Linked DNA regions of Mus musculus: region 1 is linked to region 2. A link is a contact called in public promoter capture Hi-C data. All regions are on one chromosome and are shown on one strand. The core of a region is the stretch at or near the end of the contact, and the rest is flanking DNA. Distances in the headings are between cores, read along the strand shown. Region 1 holds the start of Ifi27l2a (interferon, alpha-inducible protein 27 like 2A). Region 2 holds the start of Fam181a (family with sequence similarity 181, member A).

Region 1 (2,700 bases), core at 142-2,641, 130 kb before region 2:
ATATGTATGTATGTATACATCTATGCATATGTATATATATGCATATGTGTGTATATGTGTGTGTGTGTGTGTGTGTGTGTGTGACCCCGACTTAGAGTGTTTCTCCCTGGAAGGTAAGGCCCATGGACGTTCCCCCAAGCTTGTTTTCCCTGATCTCTAAAAATACAGCCAGAAAGAAGCTCTTTGTTCTCTATAGCCAGCCAAAAGCCTTTTTGTTTCTGTGCCTTACAGCCAGAGATGCAATAATTGTAGGAAGATCTACAAGGACATGGAGATAGACACCTGAGAGGAGGCTGCAGCTCACTGCCTTCCCCCCCCCCCCCCACCAGAAAGGAGCTGTAGCCAACTCTCCTCCCAGCTCTCCTCCCAACTCTCCTCCTCCCAATTCCTTCCTGATAGACACCTGAGAGGAGGCTGCAGCTCACTGCCTCCCCCCCCTTCCCCCCCCCCCCCCCCCCCCGCCAGAAAGGAGCTGTAGCCAACTCTCCTCCCAACTCTCCTCCTCCCAATTCCTTCCTGATAGACACCTGAGAGGAGGCTGCAGCTCACGCCCCCACCCCCCCTCGCCAGAAAGGAGCTGTAGCCAACTCTCCTCCCAACTCTCCTCCCAACTCCTTCCAACTCCTCCCATTTCCTCAGCTAGCTGTTAAAAGCCCCCTCCTGTCAGTGCTCAGGGTCGAACTCCCCTGCGCTGCATGGCAGAGGGACTTCATCCTCAGCTAGCTGATAAAACCTCTTGCAGTTTGCATCAGGTGTGGGTCACTGGGGTGCTGTCCAGCTCATCCCGGGGACTCGAGTGCAGGCCCAGCTTCAGGGGTCTTACATATACATATATATTTGGATTTTTATGTATGAATATACCTTGATTTATGACTGTCTTCATTCTGCTATAAGAAAAACCTTATCAAAATTTTTACTGTGTGGGTACATGACCTTTTGGGTAACCTAAGCTAGTCAGCCAGCCATAGCTCCAAAATGATCTCTCAACCTCTGTCAGGTGAAATGGTGATTTTTGGGCCCACATTATTCTTCCTGAGTTTGTTTATTCTGTAGGTGTTTCTTATTTTTTTTTAGTTTCCATTTCATAGCAAACACAGGTTTTGTCTTTGTAGTCTTCTTGCTCATCCTAGTACTCTCTCTCTCTCTCTCTCTCTCTCTGTGTGTGTGTGTGTGTGTGTGTGTGTGTGTGTGTGTGAAGGAGAGAGAGAGAGAGAGAGAAAGAGAGACAGAGTTCAGGAAAGATGTAAGCAGGTGGGTGGAGGACTGGTTTCAAACCCTCCCCCAGATTGTTTTCAAACTTCCCCTTTAGCTTTCAAACCTCTCAAAGGGGCGGACCCTGTCCCTATTGGTTCCCAGTACAAGCCTCTTCTTCTCTCCCCAGATATAAGCCACTCCCTAAGTTCTTCCTATGCTCTGCTGCTACCAGGAGGACTCAACATGTTGGGTGAGTAGCCCCCCTGCCCCGAGTGAGCTGGGAACGGGGATGCCTGAGCAAAGCCACCAAGAAATCCCTGCCATCAACAAACTCTAACCTTCTCTATCCATCCATCTCTCTATAGGAACACTGTTTGGCTCTGCCATAGGAGGAGGTTTGTCTCTGCTCCTGAGGGTGAGGTGGTGGGGTACCATTTGTGCTTTAGATGGGTACCATTCCTGCTGCCTGCTACTGCTGGATTCTGGAGCTGCCTGGGTGCAGAGCAGGGCCCTGGGCTGTGCTAAATCTACTCTAGGAATGAGCTTAAGATTTCTGCCCAGCTGCCCCTCCAGGCCTCATATATGATGAGCAGCAAGTAGATGAATGTGGAGAAGACAGGGAGCGGCAGCTGCTGAACACTGCAGGGTTGTATTTAACCCTCACAACCCCAGGCCCAGTGAAGGATGATTCTTCTCAAGCCTGGGAACACCACGGCTCTGTCACATCCTCCACTGACCCCTTTGCCTCCACCTTGCTCCCCTTCTTCTTTACTTTGGGATCCCCTTCCATGCTCCTCAGAATAGAAAGTCCCCAGAAACAGTCAGGGAATTGTTGGGTGGGTCATTTCCCTGAGCCTACCTCACCCAGCTCCTCTCCCTACAGCTCTGGCTGTGGCAGGGGCACCTGTGGCCCTGGCTGCCATGGGCTTCACTGGGACAGGCATTGCAGCTGCCTCCATAGCAGCCAAGATGATGTCTGCTGCAGCAATTGCCAATGGAGGTGGAGTTGCAGCAGGAAGCCTGGTAGCCACACTCCAATCAGCAGGTAAGTGTCAGGCCAGGCAAGATGACCAGAGTCCAAGACAAGGATGGTGACACCTTTCCTCTCCCTCCAGCCCCACCTTCTTAAGTGACCTGTGTCTTCTAGTTCTGTCCCTACTTTTTGATTTATTCTGAGTTAGGTGGGGGTGTGTGGGCTTTGGGTGAAAGGTGCTGAATGGCTAAAGTAGGGAGGAGTCTGAGGCATGCTACTTGTGCTCTGAATCTTCCCTGAGTGTTTTTTTCTACAATGAGTACCCCTCTGTCCTGCTATAGAGAGAGCATCTCTGTGGATAGCTCTCTGTCCTATATTCCACTTGGCCCGCATCTGTCTTCTCCTTCTGGTTCATTTTAAATAGCTCTGGCTGAAGCAAAGCCCTAAGGTTCCCATAGAAATTGGGTGGGCATCTCTGAGCATCAGGTCACTGCCTGTCACTGCACTGTCTCCTTCCCAGGGGTCCTTGGACT
Region 2 (2,700 bases), core at 100-2,599:
AGGCCCACCTCCAGCCCCATTGGGTAGCTGAGAGTGGGCCTTGGCTCCTCCCAGAACGAGGCGGGCAGCTGTCTCTTCCTCATGGGAACCTGGCCGGGTCTAGCAGCCTCTGGATTCAGCCCCCGGAAGCCCTGATCCTTAGAAAGGCATTCCTCCCTAAAGGGGGTCCCCAGGGCCTTTTCTGTGCAGCTCCCACCCCCACCGGGGCTGGATTGGGGACAGGGATGGAGGGGTGGCCGTCCAGGCCTCTCTTCAGGTCCCCTCTGCAGGTGGGGCTCTGCCACCCTGCCAGGCAGGCCCCTAGGGAGCCGCGAGTACTTCTGAGAGAAGCGCTTGAGTTGCTTCTGCAGGTACTTGCGATGGTCCACAGAGCGGCGGCAGGGTGCGGACTTGTCCAGGGCCGCCTTGATGTCACTGGACGCCAGGTTGACAAAATTCAGAAGCATCTTCACGTCACTGTCAGCTGCCATCACCACGAGAACTGTGCAGGGCTTTCCATGAAGAGCATGGGCTCTGGAGGAGCGCACAGGGCAGACCTAGGGAACACAATGAATGCAATAGGCAGCAGGAGTCTCTCCAGGGCAGTTACGCCTTCCCCAGGGCCACCAGGACCCAATGCACACATCCTCCATTCTTCTGTCCCAAACAGAATCCACAATGGGGCTGGTGAGTCGTTATTCAGCACCTTTTGACTATCTGAGATGAGACAGGTGTCAACTATCTCATTCAGTCTTCTGGGGCCTGTTGCCCTCTTCTGGAAGTCAAGGCTCAGAAACTGCAAACACCTTGCTCAAAGCCACCCAGCTACAAGTGGCATTGCTGGGGCTACATTCCCAGTTGGTCGCATCTCCCACACATCGTGAAGGCCAGCGCGCACGACTCACCATTCAAGTTTTTATTTTCAAAGCCAAAGAAATCCTCTAAAGAAGGCCAAGCCCCCTTCCCCCTCCTTGGTGGTGGCCTTCCCCTCCCACCACCCCGCCCCCTCCGCAGTCCCCACGCTCCACCCCCAACTCTCACACAGGGCCAGGCAGGATCTCTGTCTAGCACTTAATCTAGACCTGCCTTCAAGGCTCATCCCTGCCGGCCGCAGGGACTCCCCTGTAGAAGCATCTGCAGCAATTTCATGCCTCCTCGGCCACCACCCACAGTACTGTGCCCCTCCCCCAAGGCTCTAGTCCGCTCACGCCCTGCCCTCCACCCAGCCAGGCCAAACCACTTGGGACTCCGTACTGACCGAAGGTGAAGGCCAGGGCCCCCCGCCAACGTGGCCGGCAGGTTCCCCACCGTAGACCCCCGCAAGCCTGACGAGCTGGCGTGCAGTGAGCTCCGTGCAGGCTGAGAAGCAGTTGTGCACAGCCCTTGAGTGGGCTGAATGGAGGACAAGTCCGGAGCTGGGGGGCCCTCAGGCCAATCAGGAGCGCCTCTCCAGATACAAAGCATCCCAATCAGGCGGCGGAGCCCCGGTCCCACATTCTTTGCCGTCACAAATTGTCACCATGGGGACCATCACAAAAAAAGACAGCTCCCAAATGCAATCATTTCCCGGTAAATTTCTACCCTTCAGCCCCACTTTTCTCCAGTCTCCATACCCACTCCTCCCCTTGACCTCAGTAACCTGGTTTCTTGAGGTGTGTGTGTGTGTGTGTGTGTGTGTGTGTGTGTGTGTGTGTGCGCGCAAAAAGTATTCAGGATCAAGGAGGGCTGGGCACAGTGAGACAGGCACCCAACCTTCCCCAGATACTTCAGGTCTCCAGCTGCCATGCTCCAGTGCAGACAGACAATCGGATGGGGTAAGCCGGAGTGGGCTGCTTTTCCTCTGCCCTTGAGTGTTGAGTGTGCATTCTCTGACTCTGTCTCTGGCCTCGTGTCTCTCACCTCTTTCAACCGTCCTTCCTGAAGGGTCCCCCTGGGATGGATTTGAGAGGTGCACTGATGTGGGGAAAGGTAGCCCTGGCGGGCTGGCTGAGGGGTGCTGGGATATCCATGGGAAGGGAGCCGAGGCTCTCAGGAATCTTGTCTTTATGTTTGCTTCCTCAATTGAGCTGCACAAAGCCTGAATTGCCCATTCAGTGCGGCCGGACAAAAGGGTGGCGTTGCACGGTCCCCTTGCGTTTGTAGTCAAACAGTTAGGGACTTAAATCGAGTCGTCATGATGGAGAAAGAGGTGGACAAAGCCCATAGAATTGCCATCAGCAAACATTTTCCTGTGTCATATTAGCTAGTCTCCATGGCTCCCCCTGGCCCAGGGACAATGGCACAAGTTTGCACACTTGGCTACTGTCACCGTGCCAACGCCGGCAGGGCTGCAAGCAGGGCCGCTCAGTTGGAGCAAGTGAGGGAGCCCAGGCTGCCGTGGCCCTGCCCATCAAATGCCCAGAAAGAAGGTGAGGCTGAGAGCAGCCCGGTGAAGGAGAACTGTCTGGGAAGTGCTCCCGGGCAGGGTCTCCATGCTAGCCAGCTCAGTGGACCCCCGCAGGTCCACTTTCCTCCCCTTTCCCTGTCTTTCTGTCATCTTCTTCTGTCTCCGACTGCATAGTGGCCCACAGCTTCATACCACAGGCATGGTTGCATACCCTGACTTAGGAGTGGCACCAAGAGACATCTGCTGTAGGGATGAGGCACCTGTCTAGAGTAGCCCTAAGTTCCCTCCTCTGGAGGAGACGGCCCAGGGCTAATGAGCTGCAGCTCTAACTCCAA

Evidence for each region. Capture Hi-C pulls out chosen DNA fragments and counts their contacts.
Region 1: a promoter capture Hi-C map of liver shows a contact between it and region 2. The contact joins the promoter of Ifi27l2a here to the promoter of Fam181a in region 2. A contact is called at or near these places in 2 of 39 promoter capture datasets (the C10 cell line and pre-B cells), 1 of 484 Hi-C or Micro-C datasets (CD4 T cells) and 2 of 9 other capture datasets (adipose tissue and liver).

Annotation. Positions count from the first base shown.
Region 1 is chr12:103,442,371-103,445,070 of GRCm38.p6, reverse strand. Ifi27l2a (interferon, alpha-inducible protein 27 like 2A) reads left to right here and starts at 1,391. Exons shown (of 4, transcript NM_029803.3): 1 at 1,391-1,444; 2 at 1,560-1,589; 3 at 2,078-2,239; 4 at 2,688-2,700. The coding sequence starts at 1,438.
Region 2 is chr12:103,313,608-103,316,307 of GRCm38.p6, reverse strand. It overlaps Fam181a (family with sequence similarity 181, member A), which reads right to left and starts at 1,349. Exons shown (of 2, transcript NM_001195726.1): 1 at 1,238-1,349; 2 at 1-536. The coding sequence starts at 470. Gm29508 (predicted gene 29508) reads left to right here and starts at 1,539. Exons shown (of 3, transcript NR_136894.1): 1 at 1,539-1,793.